Linked DNA regions of Mus musculus: regions 2 and 3 are each linked to region 1. The links are chromatin contacts, called in public ChIA-PET and HiChIP or PLAC-seq maps. All regions are on one chromosome and are shown on one strand. Each heading gives the region's core, a stretch centred on a gene start, on an enhancer-like site or on the middle of the called end of the contact. The rest is flanking DNA. Distances are from core to core; before and after follow the strand shown. Region 1 has its middle 180 kb from the start of 1700012I11Rik. Region 2 has its middle 17 kb from the start of 1700012I11Rik. Region 3 overlaps 1700012I11Rik (RIKEN cDNA 1700012I11 gene).

Evidence for each region. ChIA-PET counts read pairs in DNA pulled down with a chosen protein or histone mark. HiChIP or PLAC-seq counts read pairs in DNA pulled down with a chosen protein or histone mark.
Region 2: a contact with region 1 is called in an RNA polymerase II ChIA-PET map of memory CD8 T cells, with 38 read pairs. The contact joins two enhancer-like sites. A contact is called at or near these places in 2 of 15 datasets of contacts at CTCF or cohesin (CD8 T cells and the NIH/3T3 cell line), 2 of 484 Hi-C or Micro-C datasets (CD8 T cells and bone marrow-derived macrophages) and 1 of 115 datasets of contacts at active chromatin or transcription factors (memory CD8 T cells).
Region 3: a contact with region 1 is called in an H3K27ac HiChIP or PLAC-seq map of bone marrow-derived dendritic cells, with 2.5 times the contacts expected there. The contact joins two enhancer-like sites. A contact is called at or near these places in 13 of 484 Hi-C or Micro-C datasets (CD4 T cells, CD8 T cells, Th1 cells and 8 more) and 4 of 115 datasets of contacts at active chromatin or transcription factors (CD8 T cells, bone marrow-derived dendritic cells, large pre-B cells and 1 more).

Annotation. Positions count from the first base shown.
Region 1 is chr15:67,408,530-67,411,946 of GRCm38.p6, reverse strand. No RefSeq gene overlaps it. Among named protein-coding and RNA genes, the nearest start is that of 1700012I11Rik, 180 kb to the right of the region's middle. Within about 2 kb of position 1,721, at least 59 of the 459 cell types and tissues checked have an H3K27ac peak or open chromatin away from gene starts, as enhancers often do. A contact at or near this core is called in CD8 T cells, bone marrow-derived dendritic cells and memory CD8 T cells, where this site is marked.
Region 2 is chr15:67,208,505-67,211,921 of GRCm38.p6, reverse strand. No RefSeq gene overlaps it. Among named protein-coding and RNA genes, the nearest start is that of 1700012I11Rik, 17 kb to the left of the region's middle. Within about 2 kb of position 1,556, at least 46 of the 459 cell types and tissues checked have an H3K27ac peak or open chromatin away from gene starts, as enhancers often do. A contact at or near this core is called in CD8 T cells and memory CD8 T cells, where this site is marked.
Region 3 is chr15:67,271,173-67,274,589 of GRCm38.p6, reverse strand. All of the region lies in intron 4 of 1700012I11Rik (RIKEN cDNA 1700012I11 gene), which reads right to left. Among named protein-coding and RNA genes, the nearest start is that of 1700012I11Rik, 46 kb to the right of the region's middle. Within about 2 kb of position 1,614, at least 32 of the 459 cell types and tissues checked have an H3K27ac peak or open chromatin away from gene starts, as enhancers often do. A contact at or near this core is called in bone marrow-derived dendritic cells, where this site is marked.

The DNA.
Region 1 (3,417 bases), core at 472-2,971:
AAAACAGGTGGAATGAGAAATAAAGAGTTTATAATCAACCAAGAATCACCTAGATAATACACATTCTTGGTTTTATCTGTGAGGACATTCACAGAGAGGATTAATCATAAAGTAGACACCTGCCTTGAATGTGGTTGCACCATCCCACAAACTGGAAAGCCTCTAGACAATAAAAGGGGGTAGCAGGAGACGGCCAGAGAACACCAACATTCTCCTTTCTCTCCTTTCTGAGCATCATGATATGAAGAACACTACTCCACCAAGCTCTCCCCACCATTATTCCAAATACTAATAATGCAAAAGAAATAACTCTTCCCTTAAGTTGTTTGTGCCTGACATTTTGGTCACAGTGATGAAATCCTAACTAATACAGAGGTACAAAATCTTCAGTGGGTTCCTATCATGGTCTTCCTAGATTTCTTTGTTTTCATTTTGTGTGTATGAATGTTTTTTCTGCATATATGTATGTGTACCACATACATGCCATCCCTGGTGCTCACGGAGAACATAAGAAGACATCAGATCCCCTAGAACTGGAGATAGAGTTAGAATGTGCCATATGGGTACTTATAACTAAATCTGAGTCCTCTGCAACAGCTGTAAATGCTTTCAACTGTTGTGATATCGCTATATCTCCGATCCCTATTATTCTTATAAAGTTGTTCTGTGGTCATTGAGAACTGCTGTGGTTTGAATGTGAAATGTCCCCTACCCACTGTTGGCTCATGTGTCTGAACACTTACTCCCCAGGGGGTTTTACTGTTTTGGAATACTGTAGAACCTTTGGAAGGCAGAGTTTTGCTCGAAGTAGATTATGAATGTTAGAAGAGATGTCAAGGCATTCTAACCGGACCCAATTCCTGTTCACTCTCTGCTTCCTGGCTGTCAGTCACTGCCATCAGCCAACTTTTGGCTTCTGTCACCATGCTTTTCCCACCATAATGGACTGTATCCCCCACCCTCAGAACTATAAGGCAAAATAAACCCTTTCTTTCTTAAACTTCTTCTTGTCAGGTATTTGGTCCAGGGATGATAAAAGTGACCATGTAACTAGAACAAGTTAAGCAAAAAAAAAAAAAAAAGGAAAAAGAAAAAAAAAGTAACTAGGACAAAGATCAACTTTCTATTATGGTAAAACTTAAAATTTACCATTTTAGCCATTTTTTTCCCAGGGGGAAATTTCATGGCATCAGTAGGTTGAATTTGGGGACAACCATCTCCTAAACATTTTCATTCTTCTTAGTCCCTGGGTCAGGTAATTGATATGACCAGATTCTCCTGCACAGGACACAAGTGCAGGAAAGCAAGCAAAAATAAGAAAATGTAAGCTAGCATGTCTGTTTCCACAGGGAGAGAGCTGGTAATTGTACAGAAGTCAAATTTGATCCCTGTGAGAAAGCATGCCATGCTGAATAGAAGTGGCCATTGACATGGAAGAAGGCCACAGACTTCCAAGTGTCCCACAGGGAAATATTCATAGGTGGCCACGGTTAATTGCACTTGTGAGAAAAAGACAGTGAAATACAAAGCAAACTGGAGTTGCCAGGTTTTACACACACAGACACACACAGACACACACACACACACACACAGACACACACACACACACACACACATACACTGTAGGCATTTACCAAAAGAATCAGGTTTAGAGGACTGAGAACTGGTTGGTTGGGTTCTTCTCCTTTTGAAAACAGATGTCATCTGTGATCTTTGCCCACACACTGCATGTGGTAACCCTTCTCACATCCTTTTGCTCCACCCTGAGTCTTATCTTCACTAACCCTTCACAAATGTCAAGCCTTATTTGGTGAAAATGAATGGTGTGGAAAAAAGGCTGAGTTTCACAAGCATGAGGTATCGCTGGGGGAAAGCAATATAATTCAATTCTGGGGATGGATATGAGACTTTCCAAACAGATGAGAAGACAGACAGCCCCCCACCAAGGCTGCCCACAGTTCTGGGATTCTGGCATCTGCCTTCTCACCTTGATAATATCCTTTTGCTGTCCATCAGTATCTTTCTCATCCCCCACAGACAGACATCCTTACATTCCCACAGCTGGAGGAGCATGTCCAAGACCCCCAAAATGCTCATACATGAGCTACACTTTACCTTCAGAGGTCACCATTGTACTCAGCTAACCCAACCACTATGTTCCTGAACAGCCAATATTGAGCAGCACTCTACGGGTCACAGAAATAATGAGAGGCAGGCAAGGAGTGTGACCTTCTGGAAAATGTCAAAGGAAACACCCGAGGGTAGATAGCAAGAGCATCAACTAGGGATCAGCCTATGGCCTGAATCTAACAGGCAACCTATATTTGTACAACTGACATAGTCTAAGAGCCATTTTCACATTTTAAGCAGTTGTAGACAAAAGTTTGAAGAAGAAAAATATTCCGTGATACAAATAAATGACGTGGAATTCAAGTCACTGAGTCTATAAATATGCTTTTACTAAAACACAGCCAGGCTTGCTCACACAGTGTCTGTGACCACTTTGGCACAATGATGACCTGTGAAGTCTTTGATGTGGCCATCCATACTTTCAGGATCCTGATCCTGGCTGTGATCATAATACCCTGTCCCCCTTGCCCTATGCATGGATTTAGGGACCAGCTCACATGGAATCTGTCACCACATACAAAGAACTGACACACATCTACATCTTCCTGTTTACTCAATTCTTCAATAGACAGTTTTTAAATCCACACTACGGGTTAGGTGGCAGAGATGCAAAACCAATCAAAAGAAGACAAGCTCTCCCTGTTTTTGCATGCGTAGAGTCCGATGAATTAACCAATGAAGGCAAGTGTCCGACTACAGCCTTGACCACCATTAGGAAGGAAGCTGCATTGCTAAGTGAGAAGCCAGACCCAGTGGGAGGTTGGGGGTGGGGCAAATCCCTTATAATGTGACACCAAGAGGAGGGGGTGGAAAGGGGACATTAATCAGACAAGGGGAATAGAAAAAGTCGTTCTGGCAGAGACTAGAATATCTGCAAGTTCCAGGAGGGACTGAGCGCGGGGATTTAAACAAAGGGCCACAGGGCTTTAGAGGGGGTCTGTGGGTCTGGAGTTTGATTGGGGCATGGTGTCAAGAGATATAAGACAAGCAGGAGTGGCAAGCAGATGCTCAGTTCTCACTCGTGTTTCTGCTTGTGACTCTCATTTTAGCATTCTTCACTCAGTCCCCAAAGAAACAGCCAGAGAGAACATGAGCAGGAGCCAAATGAGTTCACAAATCCTCAACCCAGTGCTTACAGTATCCAGCCTTGAATGTTTCATTAAGGGGAGTAAGTGAATGTAAATTGTCTGAGCTCTAATTTACTATAACTTGAAAAATATACCCTAAGTGATTTGAGCATCAGGGATATATCTCTGTCAAACAGACATGGGATAGCTCCATCAGAAC
Region 2 (3,417 bases), core at 307-2,806, 200 kb after region 1:
GAAAGAAAGTAAGAAAGAGAGAGAGATGGGGCAGAAGGGAGGGCGGGAGGGAGGGGAGAGGAGGGGAGGGGAGGGGAGAGGAGAGGAGAGGAGAGGAGAGGAGAGGAGAGGAGAGGAGAGGAGAGAAGAGAAGAGAAGAGAAGAGAAGAGAAGAGAAGAGAAGAGAAGAGAAGAGAAGAGAAGAGAAGAGAGAAAAAGAAAAGAAAAAAAGAATGTTGGAGCTGTTTTGCAGGATGGCAAGAATTTGTTGAGTAAAGAAGAAGAGAACACTCCTAGCCTTTCAAAAAGGTGTAACTCTAGAGAGCTCATCAGTTATGAGCTAAAGTAGCTAATGGGTACCAGTCAGGATCTTCTTTGTGGGCCTGAGGACATCACAGGTCACAGATAAACAAACTGCTAATGTTCCTTGAGACAGCAAGGAGCAGCCAACTCCTCTCAGTGCAAGGTTATCTAGCCAGGATCAGTCATCTCTTTCTGTAGGGAATATATAAACCGTAATTCTGAGAGGTGGCAGTGACATCAGCTCCAGGAGGGCTGTTAAGGGGCATCAGCCAGGTCAGCCCTTGATAGCAAGAAGATGGATCCTGGCTTTCCTGAGAACACACAGGTCAAAAACAGGCAGATCAGTAGCTAGTCTCTAGAATCCAAGCATTGTGGTCCTCTCTCATCTGTCTGTGTCTTGGAAATTGTAGATGTAAGGTGAATGAGATTTGGCTAGAGAATTCTCATCTCATGAGAATGGAAATTACACTGAATGGACAGGGGATGGTGCTCACCAGCACCACTACCACCCCCAGCACACACACACACACACACACACACACACACACACTTAGAAATAACTCAACGTGAATCAAGGATGGCCATGGCTTGCTGCTCCCAGGAGACTCTGCCTGATTCTGCTCTCATGAATTCATTCCCAATTGCCCTGAAGGCTGACGGGTATACTCCCTGCCCCTGCTGTATTGGGCTAGATATTGTGAGCGTAAGACTGAAAACAGACACAACCATGTTCACTTCGCACAAGCAGCCTTCAAGCCAGGAACTGCCCACTGCTCCAAGGTTCAAAATCAGCCAGCAGCTCCCTTGCCCTGCCTGCTCACAGGCCTGGGATTTAGCCATGAGGCAAGGATGTGCCAGCAATCATTACCCACGTACCGTCATGCCCATGTCCAGCTCTCCAAAGAAGAGTTACTAAAGATGTGTTGGCCACATGGACAACATTAGCAAATTATGTCCTCATTCCCAGTTTTTCTTCCATCTGTCTTTGAAAAAACAAAACAAAAAAACAAAAAAACAAAAAAACAAATCAATTATTCTAGAATAATGAAACAGTTTAATAAGACAATCCACATGTGGATTCTATGTGTTTGAAGTACCAGGTATTTTTTTTTAAAGCCAAAAGGAATTTTTAATTGACTACAGGGAATAGCTTGTTGAACAATTATCCATTTCCCACTTTTTCAAAAACCCAGCTCAAGCTGCAGTCAGGAGTACGTAAACAAATGGTCGCTCCAGCTGCTTCCTGCTCCTGCAAAGGCTTCACACTGAACCAGACTTCAAAGGGGAAGAGGAAACTCAGCACCTAGGTGTGTGGGCTGAACAGCTCAGAAAATGCATGAATTGCTCCCTAAAACTGCCCAGGTGGATAGAATGAGCTTGTGTCAGTCATTCGGCTGTTTATGCAACAAGATACCATACTGACTATCCCCTTTGGATAAGACTGCTTTCGCACAACCGGTCTAGAAATGACCAGCATTCACGGAATGCCTGGACAGATACGGAATCCTACTGGCCAAGTGGATGTCACCACATAATGATGAGCAGCATCTTGGAAAGAAATGCAATATGCAGAGGAGGAAGAGAGCAGACAGATCTGGAGGAAGTGAGCAGCCATTCTTGTGAGGGGATCGTCTTTCTGTTAGCGGGAGCTCTCTAGTACTTCAAACATACAGAATCTCTGAGCATAGACTGTTTTATCAAATGGTTTCATTATTCTGGATTGGATTGGATTTCTCAAAGTGAGATGGAAGAAAAATTGGGCATGAGGACATGATATGTTACTGTTATCCTCATGGTCGAAGTGTCTTTAGTAAATCCTCTCTGGAGGAATGTAGCGGGAGATAACAAAAGCCTTCCTTATCGTAACTCCGCTTGACCCACACAGACAGAAAGAAGTTCATTGGTGGAGAGAAAGGGCCACACTAAGGTTCTGAGGCAAAACTTTGCTCTCAGCAAATCTCAGCCTTTGGGCACTGTTTTCTAAAGTTGTAAGATCCACACCCACCACCACCACCACCACAGCTGGGAAGCCACTTCCTGTCAGCTCAGCAAGTCAACAGAGGACACCAGGAAGATGAGTGGCTTGACCAGCCTTGCTGCTGGGGAAAAGGAGGAGGAATACCCCCAGGGGGAGCTTAGGCCCCATGCTCATTGCTGTGGTCAGTTGACAGAGAGGGGGATGTGTCTGCTTCTCTAGGCTGTGTCTTTTCACAAGCATGCTCTGGGAAACACCAAGTAGAGGTTTAAAACCCGCCCAGAAGGCCCGAAGATGCAGAGGCTGCTGAGCTAGACCAGGGCAGGAAGGCCTGCATCTAAATGGGGCTGGGCTTGAGAAGTCATCGGAGACTTGCTAGTGTGCCTGTCTGTGATGGTGTCCACAGCATCTCTACAGGCCCCAGGGGGCTCTCATGGCATCAATTGTTCCTTCCTACCAAGAATATGGCAACTATTAAAAAGGCCTCTCCAGTGAACATGATTGGATCTCAGTATAATTGAAGGACATTGTGTAAAAGTAGAAATTTAGGCGGAGAAAGTCACAGCAAACTATAGATTGCAAAATGTACAAGAGTACGACGAACTCTCCTTCCCAGGAAGGGAGAGAGGACATTGTGGATCTACTCAGCGGAAAATAGTTATCAATGACATCATTAAAGCACTGTCCACAGGAGCAGGCACTCAGCAGCTAGCAGGAGAGGGACCCAGAGTTAGAACACCCAGCAACTCCCCATGATGAAAACAGCCTAAACAGGGGGTGGGATCACGGTGCTCTATCCTGGACCAAGAGGTTTTCACAAACCTCTGCACATGCCAAGACAGTCTCAGAAGCAAGAAGACATGGACCTTGGCCTGCAGATTAGTGAGGTCAATTGTGAGTGACTGAAACCCTGACTCTCACCTTCCCTTCCTGATGCCAGAGCATTTAGCTGTTGGTAGACTGCTTCCTGTGCGTGGGTCCCTATTCCACGTAAGATGGAGCTGCAGTGTGTGATGTACCTGTGAATTGGAAAATTGGACTCAGCCCATGTTTGAAAGTGTCAGCCAACCCACAACATCTTCTTCACCTGCTTTCTACATTCAACTCTGCAGCTAAGAGCTGTGCTCTGCATAGATGTAATTCTCAGGATAGTCTAGGGA
Region 3 (3,417 bases), core at 365-2,864, 140 kb after region 1:
GACTGAATTTAGTCCTTCCTCATAACACATAACCTTGAGATTTTAAAAAAAGAGTTTGATAAAGAAAAAGAATATAAAACCTGCAATTACTGAGCCTGCCAGGAGCACACTTTCAGAAATTAGTGTAGTAAAGGGTTAAGTGCCTAGCGCACAGAAGGAAAGGGTTCTTTCTTAGCACGGAGGTCATAACTTCTTTCTCTCTCTCTCATTCTCTCTCTTCCTCCCTCCCTCTTTCCCTCTCTTCCTCTCCCCTCCCTCACCCTATTTTCTCTCCTTGTTCTCTCCCCTCCCCCCTCATTCTCCTCTCTTTCTTGACCTTTCCTCTTTAATAGAAGCATTAGCACCTAGAAAATAAGGCAGATATTTCTAAGATGCAAACGTGAATGAAACACACAGTTTCTCCTCAACTTCTGATGGGATTATGACCCAAAAAGCTCACTGTGAGTTGAAATGACCTCAAGATAAACCAGTGTTCAGTGCAGCAAAATCACCTTAGCAGTTATTTCCCTTCCAGTGACACAGCTGACAGGGAGACATGGATCACAGCCACTGGTCACCATTGTGAGAGTATCACACTGTATATCCAGGGGACAGGCCAAGATTCTGCCCTTTGTTCCTACTCTCTGTATATCATGTTTGCATTGTTCTAAAATCAAGCACTCATAATTCAATCCTTTGTGAGTTGGGGGATCATCTTTATTTCTACCTGTACGTTGTTAAGATTCTGTTGAAGTTTGTGTGGACAGGACCACACAAAATCTTTTTGGAGAAGTATTTATTGCTAAGACATGGGGCAGATTTTAAAATATCGATAGCTATTGGGAAAGTGCTACTGACATACATGCAATATCATCTCACTCCAGTATCAATCAGTAATCAACAAAATGATCCCTTAGGCTTGCCTAAAGCCAGTTTGATGGAGACATTTTCTCAATTGAGTCTCTCTCTTCCCAGACGACCTTTGCCTATGTCATGTTGACAAACAACTAACTAGCAGGGCTTTATTTCAGTTCACAATTCTAAATTAGTGCCCATCACTGTGAGGAAGTCAAGGCAGCTATTCATCTGCCATCCATAGTGAAGAGCAGGAAGTAAGAAATGAAAGCATACTTGGCTTAGTTGCTTGCTCTCAGGTTGTTATCTCTATCCTTACCCAAGTCAGAACCTCCAGTCTAGCAAATACTGCTGTACACAGGGTTGTGAATCTTCACATAACAATTAAGACAGCTCTCCCACAGACACGGCTATAGGCCAAGCCAATATAGACATTGCCTCACTGATACTCTCTTCCAGGTGATTCATTGTCATGGTGACAATCAACATGAACCATCACAGTGCCTACATGGTCCTCAGTTAGATTCACAGTTTTCTTGCCCAGGAACTAATGGTAACTTGAGTTGGTGGTGCACGAGGAGCATCTAGAAATCATAGGGGGAAAGTGACACAGGTAAGTATCCCCTGGGTTATGGTGGCAACCTGATCATGTCTCAACTGGCTCCAAGCCCAGATCAATACTGGGGGTTGGGGGGTGGGGGCTATGTGTACAAGGGTGCTCTGGGACAGAAGAATTCTCTGGTCTAAAGCTGAGTTTTGTAATGAGGAACCCAGAAACCAGATGACTGCAGGACTTGCGAATGACTGCCAAGTCCTTTCCTGATGAGCAATGAGACTAGAGCTCTCCAGAGTCACCCAGAAATTACTAAAAAGTTGCATTTTATGTATAAGCTTTTGGATATTTTGTCCTTTTCTTTTGCTAAGACTAGGGATGAAACCTAAGGGTTTTGTGCCTGCTAAGTAGGTTCTCTGCCACTGGATCAACCACCTCTACCCCTTTTAATAAAGCATTTGAAAGTGAGCTATAATCATCATGACTGTGACCACTAATAACTGCAATATTTAATCCAAAAATCTAAGCTATTTTCCTACATACCCACAGTACAATGGCTATATTTGAGAATTATCTTCGAAGCAGTAGGATTGCCTAATGTGTTGCCCATGTTCAAACCACACACCATGAGTCATCTCCTCAGGCCATGTGTCGACAAATGACTGCATGTGTTTGTATTTGAGGACAGTGACTTGCATTTGGTTGTCCTTTCATTCCATATCCTATTATCTAAAATACTACCCCCTTCCTTTCTTACTTTTAAGATACTAAAATTATTGAAGATTCAATGTTAGTTACCCTCTACAATAAGCATCAGGGTTCTTCTCATTGGGGTTATATTATTAAATTCAGGTCATTAGAAAATTCATTGGCGCTAAGCCACAGCAGCAGCGGTCGCCATCTTGGTCCGGGACCCGCCGAACTTAGGAAATTAGTCTGAACAGGTGAGAGGGTGCGCCAGAGAACCTGACAGCTTCTGGAACAGGCGGAAGCACAGAGGCGCTGAGGCAGCACCCTTTGTGGGCCGGGGACAGCCGGCCACCTTCCGGACCGGAGGACAGGTGCCCACCCGGCTGGGGAGGCGACCTAAGCCACAGCAGCAGCGGTCGCCATCTTGGTCCGGGACCCGCCGAACTTAGGAAATTAGTCTGAACAGGTGAGAGGGTGCGCCAGAGAACCTGACAGCTTCTGGAACAGGCGGAAGCACAGAGGCGCTGAGGCAGCACCCTGTGTGGGCCGGGGACAGCCGGCCACCTTCCGGACCGGAGGACAGGTGCCCACCCGGCTGGGGAGGCGGCCTAAGCCACAGCAGCAGCGGTCGCCATCTTGGTCCCGGGACTCCAAGGAACTTAGGAATTTAGTCTGCTTAGGTGAGAGTCTGTACCACCTGGGAACTGCCAAAGCAACACAGTGTCTGAGAAAGGTCCTGTTTTGGGCCTTCTTCTTCGGCCAGGAGGAGGTCCAAATACAAGATATCTGCGCACCTTCCCTGTAAGAGAGCTTGCCAGCAGAGAGTGCTCTGAGCACTGAAACTCAGAGGAGAGAATCTGTCTCCCAGGTCTGCTGATAGACGGTAACAGAATCACCAGAAGAACAATCTCTAAACAGAGTCAACTATAACTACTAACTCCAGAGATTACCAGATGGCGAAAGGTAAACGGAGGAATCTTACTAACAGGAACCAAGACCACTCACCATCACCAGAACCCAGCACACCCACTTCGCCCAGTCCAGGGAACCCCAACACACCTGAGAACCTAGACCTAGATTTAAAAGCATATCTCATGATGATGGTAGAGGACATCAAGAAGGACTTTAATAAATCACTTAAAGAAATACAGGAGAACACTGCTAAAGAGTTACAAGTCCTTAAAGAAAAACAGGAAAACACAATCAAACAGGTAGAAGTCCTTACAGAAAAAGAGGAAAAAACATACAAACAGGTGATGGAAATGAACAAAACCATACTAGACCTAAAAAGGGAAGTAGACACAATAAAGAAAACTCAAAGCGAGGCAACACTAGAGATA